Linked DNA regions of Ovis aries: regions 2 and 3 are each linked to region 1. Evidence: chromatin contacts called from public Hi-C data. All regions are on one chromosome and are shown on one strand. The core of a region is the stretch at or near the end of the contact, and the rest is flanking DNA. Distances in the headings are between cores, read along the strand shown. Region 1 holds the start of LDLRAD4 (low density lipoprotein receptor class A domain containing 4). Region 2 overlaps LDLRAD4 (low density lipoprotein receptor class A domain containing 4). Region 3 overlaps LDLRAD4 (low density lipoprotein receptor class A domain containing 4).

What was found. A called contact is a pair of places that touch in the nucleus more often than the background predicts.
Region 2: a Hi-C map of liver shows a contact between it and region 1, with 4 times the contacts expected there. The contact joins the enhancer-like site here to the promoter of LDLRAD4 in region 1. A contact is called at or near these places in 2 of 16 Hi-C or Micro-C datasets (liver and mixed tissues).
Region 3: a contact with region 1 is called in a Hi-C map of hypothalamus, with 7 times the contacts expected there. The contact joins the enhancer-like site here to the promoter of LDLRAD4 in region 1. A contact is called at or near these places in 8 of 16 Hi-C or Micro-C datasets (blood, hypothalamus, liver and 4 more).

The regions. Positions count from the first base shown.
Region 1 is chr23:43,797,141-43,801,220 of ARS-UI_Ramb_v3.0, reverse strand. LDLRAD4 (low density lipoprotein receptor class A domain containing 4) reads right to left here and starts at 2,258. Exons shown (of 9, transcript XM_060405482.1): 1 at 2,222-2,258.
Region 2 is chr23:43,874,512-43,878,678 of ARS-UI_Ramb_v3.0, reverse strand. All of the region lies in intron 3 of LDLRAD4 (low density lipoprotein receptor class A domain containing 4), which reads right to left. Among named protein-coding and RNA genes, the nearest start is that of LDLRAD4, 78 kb to the right of the region's middle. Within about 2 kb of position 2,403, at least 5 of the 54 cell types and tissues checked have an H3K27ac peak or open chromatin away from gene starts, as enhancers often do. A contact at or near this core is called in liver, where this site is marked.
Region 3 is chr23:43,916,257-43,920,630 of ARS-UI_Ramb_v3.0, reverse strand. The region is part of intron 5 of LDLRAD4 (low density lipoprotein receptor class A domain containing 4); the gene reads right to left. Among named protein-coding and RNA genes, the nearest start is that of FAM210A, 58 kb to the left of the region's middle. Within about 2 kb of position 1,445, at least 22 of the 54 cell types and tissues checked have an H3K27ac peak or open chromatin away from gene starts, as enhancers often do. A contact at or near this core is called in hypothalamus and liver, where this site is marked.

The DNA.
Region 1 (4,080 bases), core at 1,009-3,508:
GGGAGGTGCCCTTCCAGCAGCCCCAAGGAACAGCCCATTGCATCCCACGAGCCACCGGTTGCTCTGCTAGGCCACTAAGCCAACCAGGGCTGCAGCCCAGGACTGTAAACACCTCTGCAGGCGGGTGGATACTGCTCTCAGTGCCAGGCAAGAAAACTATTCTTAGAGCACTGTCAGCAGTCTGGGGGGAGGGGAGGTGGGTAATGAAATTTGTCTGTATATGTATATACTCTGGCAAGCGGGGGTGGGAGACTCTGACTTTCAAACAATAGGCCACCAAACTGGCACAAAATCCTTTAGTAAGCAGGTGCCACAGGCCAGGTTCCTCTGCAAGACTGTGGTCATGCAAACAGCCCCAGAGAGGATTCGAGAGACAGCCCTAAAAGCCTGCTAGGGACAGGTTTCTCCATTGTAAATACAAGCCTTCACCAACTAGAAGACTCCACCAACAGCCAAGACTTCCAGGGTAACAGCAAAATATGAAGAAATTGGGGGCGGGGGGTGGGGGCGGCTTTTAAAACAAGGTAAGAAGGCAGCACTAAGTCTGCAGCAGCAAATCCCTCACTGGCATTTACAATCTCAGGCCTATTTCCTAACAATGTGTTCAGTGTCAATAGCAAAGGGAAGCTCTTAAAAGAATTAAGCTCTAAGAGATCATGAGGAATATACCCTGTGTTTCAAAAAGCACTTCTTTGCAAGGACCATTAAAGGGCACCCATCCAAGGGTTGACAGGAAACCAAATATTATAATTCAATACATGTACATGGATAAGATCCACTCCTTAGTCCATGGAATGACTCAAATTTGACATTACAACCCTTCACTGAACATAAAGAACATGTTCCAAGATTACTGTGCAGAGTCCAACGGCAGCTGTGCAGAGGAGACAGCACACACAGTATAAGCCCTGGAAAGACTAAACCCTCCTATGAAAACGCAGACCTGACTGGACACCCTGGCAGTTTCTCCGTGCAGGGTCACCAGGACCATTGTGCCACTCCAGGGGACCCGGACTGGAGACCACCCTTAGGGTCAGCCCAACAGGCAGAAGGGCTATTTTCAAAGGAATCTTCCTTTTAAAGGAAGAGATGCACCAGTCTTCAAGCCAGCCACCTCCACTGCAAGAAGCCTACTAACACCAGCTCCAGGACCAACTCTGTGCCGCTCACTTCCCTCATCCCACAATGCCCACACACAGTAGGGCACCCAAAAATACCCAAAATTTAGAACGCAGCACCGAACTACAAGCCAGGGGTCCAGAGATGTGAAGCTACCAAAGTAATAAGAGAGAAAGAGAAGAAAATAGATGGGACACAGAGGAAGAGAAATAAGCAAATCAAAAATATCCAATTTCAGCTAATTAAAAGAGTCTACGGGGAAAACAAAACTTAAGCTACTGAATCCACCGCATTCACGGACACTCCTGCGCCTGGTGAGTTTCCGGCTGTGCAAAAACCCTCCCGTGTTCACTAGGCAAGCGGCCGAACCCCTACCTTCTCCAGGTGCCCCCCACCTGTCGCGATCCTCGTTGTCTTCCTAAACCCCCTTGCCCCCCGCCTCATCGGAAGCCTCTTCCTTTTCCAATTAGGAAAAAAGTTTAAAACCAAGCTGATGCTCTGGGGGCCAGCACGGCGAGCGGCCCAGCACCCAGCTTACCCGGCGCGCCCAGCCCCCGGGCAGCGGGCGAGGTCCCGGGAGGGGTCCCGCGCGCGGCGCCCCGCAGACCGCACGACAAAGCGGGGCGGCCGGGCTGGGTGCTCGTCGCTTCCTGTTTATTCCGCCGCGAGGGTCACAGAAATCCTGCCCACGCCCGCTTCTTGCGGGCTCCGGGCGCAGCCTAGGGGCCAGTGGCGCCGGGACCAGCGGGAGCCCCTGCAGCCGGCGCCCGGCGCAGCGCGCTCAACACCCGGAAGCGCGGGGTCCAGGGTCCTCCCGCCCCGCAAACTCCGGCAGGTCCCACACAACCTGCCCGCGGACCCCGCCTCCCCAACCCCGCCGCGGCAGCGCACCACAGCGCGGGGCACCAGGAAGCCGACGGCTCGGCTGGGGCCGCCGTCCCGCGCCCACCCCCGGCAGCGCCGGACGCCGCCGTGCCCAGCGCGACCCTGGAGAGGGCGCCGACGGCGGGGATCGAGGACATCCCGTTCCAGCGTCCCGTCCTCCCGCCCGCGCCTCCGCCCCGAACTTCGCCGGACGCCGCAGCACCGGGTCAGCCTTTACCTGCGGCCGCGGCTCTGGAGTGAGGCGGCAGGCGCCCGGGGTCGGCGGGGGAGGGCGAGATGCTTTAAGGGCCCGGATCGGCCCGGACTCCCCGCGCTCCCCGCCCCCTTCCACGCTCCCGGGACGCGCAGTCGGCCTGGCGGCGGCGGCTCCTCCCCAGCCCGCAGGGGATCCCCGGCCTCGCTGGCGGGTCCGCAGCGCCGGGCGGGGAAGCAGGAGACAGTACCGTCTCCGCCTCCGCGCCGTCTGTCTCCTGCCGGCCCGCTCGCCGCGGCCGCGTGTGCCTCGCGGTCCGCCGGCCTCTCCACCCTCCCCATCCCCCTCCTAGCGGGACCGGCGGCGGCCGGGCGGGGCGGGGGCGGGCTGGGCCGTCCGGACCCCGAGCGGGCAGCGCCGACCTCCGCGGACTGCGGCCACAGAGCAGGGAGAGCGGGCGGCCAGGCCGCGGGACCCCCGGCTGCGCACGAGGCTCGGCTCGGCCTGGCGGGGCGCGCGCCCACCGCCAGCCGGACGGGGAACTCCATCCCGGAGCCGGAGAAGGCAGCGGGAGCCGCGCACGCCCCTGGTAACCTGTCTTCCCACACAGGCCCAGACGCACAGTAGGGCTGCAAGACCCTTAGTAGGGCTGATAAATCCTCCTGTTCGCCCGGTCAACCCCTTCGCAGACATGAAGGTCTTCCCACGGCATCCCTTTCTCATTGGAGGGCCTACATTTCTCCTCCTCTGAAGGCCTTTGGGACTTGAACTCCACCTGAGTGTGGACAGCACAGTTGTCTTTCAGAAGTACGAGCTTTCACACCCACTAACCTGACCCGTGTTTGATCGAGATTTGGTTATTGCCACAGCACCCGGGCATTTTAACCCAGCTTTATTACAGCCACGAAAATTAGCCACTCACCTAGAGTCAGACATTCTGGACTGTGAAGTCAAGTGGACCTTAGGAAACATTATTAGGAACTAAGCTAGTGGAGGTGATGGAATTCCAGCTGAGCTGTTTCAAATCCTAAAAGATGATGCTGTGAAAGAGCTGCAATCAATATACTGGCAAATTTAGAAAACTCAGAAGTGGCCACAGGACTGGAAAAGGTCAGTTTTCATTCCAGTCCCAAAGATGGGTAATGCCAAAGAATGTACAAACTACTGCACAATTGCATCCATTTCACACGCTAGCAAAGTAATGCTCAAAATTCTCCAAGCTAGGCTTCAACAGTACATGAACTGAGAACTTCCAGATGTTTAGGCTGGATTTAGAAAAGGCAGAGGAACCAGAGATCAAATTGCCAGCATCCACTGGATCATAGAAAAAGCAAGGGAATTCCAGAAAAACATCTACTTCTGCTTCATTGACCTACACAAAAGCCTTTGACTGTGTGGATCACAACAAACTGGAGAATTCTTAAAGAGATAGGAATACCAGACCACCTTACCTGCCTCCTCAGAAACCTGTGTGCGAAAAAAAAAAAAAGAAACCTGTGTGCGGGTCAAGAAGCAACAGTTAGAACTGGACATGGAACAACAGACTGGTTCCAAATTGGGAAAGGAGTACGTCAAGGCTGTAGATTGTCACTCTACTTATTTAACTTCTATGCAGAGTACATCATGTGAAATGCTGGGCTAGATGAAGCCCAAGCTGGAATCAAGATTGCCAGGAGAATTACCAAAAGCCTCAGATGTGCAGATGATATCACCCTTATGGCAGAAAGCGAAGAGGAACTAAAGAGCCTCTTGATGAAGGTTAAAGAGGAGAGTGAAAAAGCTGGCTTAAAACTCAACATTCAGAAAACTGAGATCATGGCATCTGGTTCCATCACTTTATGGCAAGTAGATGGGGAAACAATGGAAACTATGGCAGAATTTCT
Region 2 (4,167 bases), core at 1,154-3,653, 77 kb before region 1:
CCTAGGAATAGAAGGAAAATATCACATTATAAAGGCCATTTATGAAAAACAGATACTATCACATTCAATGACGAAAGAGTGCATCAAAATACACTACCAAACAAATGAAAAGGCAACCCACAGAACTGGCAAAAACACTGCAAATAACGTATCTGATAAGAGATTTATACTAAGAACAAAATTCAACACAGTAAATTTTAAAATGTCTTATGGGCTCTATTCAAGAACTCATGAACTGGGAAACACCCCATCTAACAAGACAGAAAGGAGCTCAGACAAGCTACACAGCATGAAAGACATTTACATGCAGAATGGGATGGAGCAAGGAAGCTACAGCGGAGTGGATTGTCTGTGACACGGTCACCTTCCTTTAGGGGTGCAGGGGTCTATTGGTCAGATTACCTCAAGTAATTCCAAATTGCCTAGACTCCACAGGTGGGAGAGGCTGAAACTGTAATAAAGTTAGGTATTAGGTCTTGGTTTGGTGATGTGAACTTTGCACAAGTGGCTCCACTTTCAGTTCCTCCACTTTAGCCCTGTTGTTTTTTTTTAACAATATTCAAAATATATATTTATAAAGAACACCTACAACTTAAAATTTTAAAAAGCAAACAATCTGATTAAAATATGAACAAAGCACTTGAGGAGACATTTCTTCAAAGGAGAGAGCAAATAAGCACATAAAAAGATGTTCAATGTCACAAATCATTCAGAAAATGCAAATCAAAACCACGAGGAGACACTAATGCACCATCCATGGACTGGTTATCATCAAAAAGAAAACAATGAAATAGAAAGTAACAAGTGTTAGCAAGGACATGTAGAAATAGGCTGGTAGGAATAAATAATGGTATAGCTGCCTTGGAAAACAGATTTTTTTTCTTCAAAAAATTAAAAAGAATTATCATATCCTCCAGCAATTTGACTTCGGGGTATAAGCAGTAACTTGAACAAATATATTTACAGCAATGTTCACAGCAGCATTATTTACAGTAACCAAAAGGTAGAAACAACTCAAGTGCCCCTCAAAGGATGAAGGGATAAACAAAACAGGATAAACACACAACAGAGTATTATTCAGCCTTAAAAATGAAGGAAATTCTAACATTTGGTACAACACGGATAAACCTTGAAGACATTACACTAAGTAAAACAAACCAAACACACGACAAATACCATGATTCCACTCAGATGAGTAGTCAAATTCAAAAAACAAAAGCAGAATGGTGGTTGCCAAGAGGTTAGTGGAGGAAGGAAGGAGGACTTAATGCTGAATGGAAACTGTGTCTCATGGGAAGAAGAAAAGTTCTGCAGAGGGACAGTTGCACAACTCTGTGGATGTACATAATGTAATGAAGTTATACAATCAAAATTAGTTAAAATGGTAAATTCTGTTATGTATATGTAATCACAATGTTAAAAGTTAACAATTTAAAACACGTTAAGACTGAGTGATCTTTATTTCACTTTTAAAAGTTTATTTTTAAAGTGTTTTCATAAACTTTTATGATCACCTTAGAAAAAACCTTCTTGTTTCATTACTTCTCAAAAAAGAGTATCAGCGTTACACTTTGGCACTCTATTCTAGCCATATATAGTTTTAATTGTGTTTTTAATGCTAACTTTTTACCTTTACATATGAAAAGGACACAAAACTCAAGAAATAGATATATAAAAGGAAAACAGATTCAAAGAGATGGAATGTTCACTATATAATGCCATTAATTTTTTAAAAGCCATCATTTTGATCAGTGAATATTATTCTCAGTTGCAATAGAAAATAGTCCCTGAAACATGGGAAATAAAATTTCAAATGCCTCCCTCTTGCCTACGGATATACAGAGCTATGTCACAGCTATGCCACAGGTATTATAAATTAAGCACAAACAAAAATTTAAATTATGTTATGAATTCTTTAAAAAAATGTGTCTTCTCCCTCGTCCAATCCCAAACACATATTCACAAAAATAATATTATTAATAATCCCTTAGACTCACCGTTGTCCTCTTCAGAGGAAATAGTCAATGGGATACATCATTTTGAAGCACCATCATTTGCCCTGTCTACTCTCCACCCTGGGTCTCTCACAAATCTTCCCAGGTAAAACCAGAAAAACACACAAGTCAGAATTTATATACAAGACCTGTATGTATAAGCAACTAAATCTGACCCACAATGACCTTAACTGTTAGCAATCAAGCCTTTTTTTTTTTTACTAGAGTAATAGCTACCAATAATCTCTGAAAACTAGACTGTTCTTCACAGAAATACTAAGATGGAGAACATGGCACAGTTCAGTTCAATTCTATTTTCACCAGAATCTTATCTTCACAGAGTAAACATATGTGTGAGAGTAACCTTTATACTCTCAGAAACATTCACAAACAAATCCACCAACACTGTATTCAAGAAGGGCACAGCAATGTTCAGGGCTGAGGAGACTGTCAGAGTCAACAACAGCAGTTACTGGTTTTAGATCTGTTTCAGGAAACTCAACCACTCTAAACTTGTGAAAACAGATAAGAAAAGAAACTTGATTTTACCCACTTATCCCTCAGCTTCACAGAAAATCTGACTAGAGGTCCCCTTTAACAAAACAAAAGGAGAACACATATTACATTAATGAGTCCAGTTCTAAAAAGGAAAAAAATCAAAAGAAAATAAAAAATGAGAATAGAAACTTTATCTACCTATCGTCTCCTTTTTGGGTCACACAGAAGAAAGGAAAAAATGAAAGAAGAGGGTACAGGGCAGTAAGAAACGAGGAAACTTGGAGGCTGTAAAAGATCATGAAGTTCCTAGTGGTCCATCAATGTTTCAGGACATCACTTGCTGCTTAAGATGTACCCACCTCTATGACAAATATCCAGTGAGACCAAGGTTCCTTTGATCATACAACTATGCTCTCCTGTGACTGTATTCCCAGCCCTGAAGAAACACCATGGTATGTATAAGTAACAGAACATAAGCTTTTAAACTCGGTTTTGAATCCTCACTCTGCATTTCGCTGGCTGACAAGGATCAAGTTACTTAACCTCTGGGAAACTACTTTCCTTACCCAGAATCAAATAAACAACAGAATGACTTCCTATCTCATCTGGATATCAAAAAGACAATGAAAACAACTTGTATGGAATTTCAAACTCCATTTTCAGTGGAACTAGGAGACTTCAATCTATGTAATGAAAGGCTACACAGGGCACCCCATGTGACAAGGAAACTGATCCAGAATGGTCAGCATGCAGTAAAATCTAGTAAAATTGGACTTACTAAGTTTGGACTTTCAAAATAATAAACAACTCCTTGCGCTAGGCAAAAAGAAAGAAATCAAGGCACATATCAGAGGTAAAAGCATTAATCTGGCCTCATATTTCTTCACAGTAATATGCAATGCCATATATCAGTGGAATAAAACTTCAAAATTCTTACAATATTGAAGCAAAGTGTGAGTAAAGGATTTCATATCCAGTCTGGCATTCCTTCAAGTATAATGACCACAGACTAATAGTCCTGAACACACTGGAACTCAGAAACTATGGTTCCCTTGAATCCAAAAGACAACTGGAGAATCAAAGCCAAAAGAACTGGCAACTGAATTCATTTCACTGTAGAACTAAGATTACAACAAATATAAAGATCAAAGTGATAAGCCAAACGTAAATTTTATCATGTGATAATGTAAAAATGATACAATTGACAAAAATGACTATGCAGGAAAGTGGAAAAAGATGGCAGGGGACAGGGCAATGCCACTGCCTAGTGGCTGAGAATCAAAAGACATCAATTGTACCAAAAAAGGTACAATTTAGAGTATCAAAAAAAAAAAAAATCAAATTTCTTAAAAGACCCCATAATAAGAGACTTACAATTTTTTAACAGAAAACATAAAACAGCATGACAGAATTTAGGCCAAACATATGAGCATAAATAAACATGTCACATAATGAAAAAGACTTAAAGAAAACATAAAAACATATAACGGAACAGATTTAGACAAAATATATCTATCAAATCAATAATGAGCTTAAATACAAAGTTAAGTAAACTTAATTCACCAGTTTAAAATATTTTCAGATGAGGCCATGAAGCAAATTTCAACTCATTCTCACCATACTAGGAATAGAGAGGAACTTCCTCAATTTAATACAGAACATCTACAGGAAATCT
Region 3 (4,374 bases), core at 196-2,695, 120 kb before region 1:
GGGGACCCTGAAATTACTGAAACTCCAAAACTAAAACCAAAAGCACCCTAGGATTCAATGCTGGGTTTTTATGAACTTGGGCTCATTCAAAGAAGTAAAGCTATCTTTGCCCCCGATAAAGAAGCTGGCTATGGCTTTGGGCTAACGTCACATCACCACCCCTTTCCACTGTGGGTAAGCCTCCCCTGAATGATGTAGACAAGGACCAGCAGGGACTTCCAGCTGGTGCCCGGCCCCCAGCACCACAGGACACACCCACAGTGATTTCTTAGGTGGAATTCAGTCCTCAGGGCCATCAAGTGCAGACACACTGTTAAGCACAGTATCATCTACACAGTATGAAACTGCTCTGGTGTTGAGACTTTCTACCTTTTGTGGATAATGTTCCACCGAGAGGGGCTGCCTGGTGGTGGCACCAGAGGCCCATTTGTTCTGCATCACAACAAGGCTACCAAATAAGCTGATCCTGGGAGCAAGGACTAGCCTGGTACAGCCAGTGCTCAAGAACAGATTAGACAGGAAAACGGAAGCACTTCTTACTTTAAACCAACTGATAAAACTAAGTCACTCAGTAGTAACAGCACAAAACCTAAACGACGTGAAACTGAGAGTCAAGATATAAGGAAAATAAAGGGTGACTTGGTCTCAGCAGTAGACGGACAGCGTGGTTCTCCACAACCTATATGGAAACTTATGGAAGAATATTTGGTACTTCAGTGACAACTCAAAGCCTTCCCAGTACTCTCAACTCAAAGACTTTACTTTCCAGCCCAGATCTGTCTCCTGTGCTGACCCATAACTTCTATACTATATGTAATACTAATTTCAAAGAGATCTGAGGCCAGTGGAATAGATGGTTTCAAGTATGTTTTCTTAGGTTAGAAGCGTCAAAAACCGCATTTTCAGTATAATTTCAAATGTTTCAAAATATTATTTTAGTTGCCATTAATCTTGAACTAAAACATCCTTTACTGTGGAACATCCCCTTGTACTAATCATGAATTAAAACAAACCACAACAAAACAAGAAACCTGTTTCATTCACCAGTTCCTGGCTCTTAATAAGTAAGAAGGGCATGTGAGCCTGTGTGTGGGGACATTTGCACACACACACACGCACACACACACAGGTTCCTCACTTTTCTTCCTGATAATTCTGACCTTTCAGGTTTCCGTGTGTATTAATACCTGCCCACCTGGCTGGCAGACCTTTTCACAACGTGCCCTTCAAGATTAACAAAAACAAACACAAAACCCAGCAATTTGAAAATAGACAATGACAAGCCTATGGAGGGCTAGAGAAACAAAGAAAGGAACTAAGGGCAAGACCCAGACAGACAGACAGACAGATACACTCAAAGAAATCACTTCCCACCAGGGTCTGGGCTGTGCAGCCAATCAGGCAGGTACACGCAGCTCTTCACTCTGCAGACTTGCTTAGCACTGAAGTCGGCTGTCTGCCCAGGAGAGTGAGGTAATGTCTAGGTTTAATGCCAAAATCTCTCTCATTGGCAGGACATATCGGGTAAATATTTCTACTGCAGGAGACCACATTCATTCGCGCTGCTGCCAGTTTTATTGTTGTTGTGCTCATTAATATTTACACTTAGTCCATCGTACCTGGGTAAGGCTGGAGATGGGAAAGTCAGGGTTTCGCTGAAACCATGTTACCAGGTTTGGGAGAAAAAGAGTCTCTCTCTCATCCTGCTCCCCACCCCCCAGTCTCCCTGAACCATGAGGGCAGCAGCACTGGCCTCCTGCATCCCTTCACACACCCTGGGTCACACACAGACCCCCGCATCAGCCTGTCCTGGTGGCTGTAAATCTGTAAACTGCTGGGGTTTCCTCCATGCCATCCTCTCAGCAAGAACAGGAAGGGGCCGTGAAGCCCACTTCAAGCTGCCTTGGTAGCTGCAGCATGTGGAAGCCTCGTAGACTGCCAGGGGCAGGCAGGCAGGGGGCTCCCCCGAGCTGGGGCAGCTCTCACTATCCATCCACCCATCTTCTGATGTGCTTTCACACACTCCTTTCAAAATTTTATTGTGATAATCATCATAGCAATAAGACTCTTTTCAAAATCTGTTGAAAAGCCAATCCCTCCCCCCAACTGCTACATCTCCTTAGGCAGCTCGAGTTCACCTAAAGCCCACCTGCTCCATGGGCAAGGCTAGTCCTTCCAGGGGCTCCCCCTCCATAGTGTTCCCCTGCCTGTAAAATGGGCTCAGAGCTGGTGCTCCTTAGCACTTGCCCACGTTAACTGCCTCGTCTCAGCCTCACTTGCCTCCTTAAAAATCTTCAATAGGGCTTCCTAGTGGTCCAGTGGTTAAGAGTCTGCCTGCCAGTGCAGGGGACACCAGTTTGATCCCTGGTCTGGGAAGATTCCACACGTCTTTGGGCAACTAAGACCATGTGCCTCAATTACTGAACCTGCACTCAAGAGCCTGGGAGCCACAGCTACTGAGCCCGTGCTCCATAACAAGAGAAGCCACTGCAGTGAGAAGCCCGTGCATCACAACTAGAGAAAGACCCTGCCGCCAAGAAGACCTGGTGCAGCCAAAAGTCAAATTAATAAATGAATCTTTTTCAAAAACCTTCAATGAGTTCCTTCAGAAAAGAGAATAAAAACTGTTTGAAAACACCTTATATCCTGATTTTCTAGAATCTGACCCCAATTTACCTCTCCAGTACTACTCCTTAAAATCAGCCTTTATCTCCAGGTAAGCTGGCTTTTCGTGACCAATTCCCAATTCCCCCACCTGTTAGGCTGCTTGGGAAAGACAGTTCTCTAAGACACTCCAACCCCAACAACAGGGTCTGCCCGGGCACCACCCACCAGTGCTGTCCCACACCCAGCACTGGAGAAACTGCCAAAACCTTGAGGATCTTCTCAAGGCCAGTGGGTTAGCATTAGACGGAGACCATACTGCACCCCCGCACCCACACCACCTTCCCTGTATACGCTGCACCCTATACTCCTCACAAACCCAACACTCACAGAAACACTCTCTACAAGATAGCCCCAAAGGATGTGCTGCTATTACTCAGGACACCATTTTCTACAGGTAACCACCCAAACACATTTTCTCTAGAGCACACTCCAGCTTCCTGTCCTGTTCTTTTCAACAATCTGAACATGAATCATTTCTGGCACCTGGTTTTTCTGGGAGATGCTACCTGCACTGTCTACTGTCCCTGTCACTCCAGCTTAAAGGTCCTGACATGAGAGCAAACACCAAATCACAAGGGGCTAAGGAGGCAGCCACCATGGCTTCTGCAGCCTCATGGGGTTGAAGGTGCCCCAGGACGTCTTCTAAGGTCAGACCGGCTTTTAAGAACTTAGATCCAGGCCAGTCGCCTCCCCAAGGAGCAGACTTGGCATTTCTATCTCCCAAGCACATGTAACAGGAAGGGGCTGCATTTTCTTGGTTGTCCTGTGGAAACTGTCAAATTCAAGAAGGGACATTACTGTCTCTGCCTCGCTCAGCCACACCCGCCTCCGGCCACATGGAGAGCCGCTTGCTTCCAGCCCAGACGGTAGAAGACCCTGCCAGTGTGGGCGCCTTCCCAGGAACAGTACCTTAAAGTCCAGCACCCAGGCTGGCATCGCCTCCCCACAACATGTGCCCTCCCCTCCTCTTCAGGATCTAAGGAGAAAAGGGTCAGAGGTTTAGGTCAAGTTCCTTTTTCTCCCATTTTTAGAATACATGAGTAAAGGAAGTACAGAAACTACAGTGAAGATGGAGAGGTGAAGAAAGGAAGCAACATGCCCTGGCACCCCTTCAGGACAGGTGCTGTCTACCTAAGGCAGGGCTTCTCCCCAGGGAGGGGGCCACACCCCCATTCCAGCCCATTCCCCCAGGAAAGCCCAGGGGAGCTGACTCAGGTACACCACATCTGCTGATGTGGACAGAACCAGTGTGTTGGGGTTCACCCTCCAGACGCCCAGGCTGTGGTCAGCTGGCATCACTCCCTTCAGCTTGCCCAAAGTGGGGAGATTCACACTCTCCATGGAGCTGACAGGATGCAGGCAAGTTCAGGGAAAGACAAGACTTTCTGAAAGACAGCAGTGCCTTGAGGATGCCTGGGAAGATCTTCTGAGAGCAACTCTGGGAGGTCAGCCCGTTCACTGCCTGGAGCTCTGATTCTTCCTTCTCCAGAGATCCTGTGCTACAAGATGTTTTCATCTCTGATATTTTCCTTTCCAGGCAGGAAGATGCAAAAACCATCTAGTTTCCCCTCTGTTGTTCATTCTCAGGACACAAGAAGAATGGATGAAGGAGTGAAAAAACAATTATTGCTAAATTTAGGTTGCTGGAAGATTTTTTCCAAATTAAAAGCCTTGCCAGGTGTCTGCACTGAGACGTAACTTAATGAA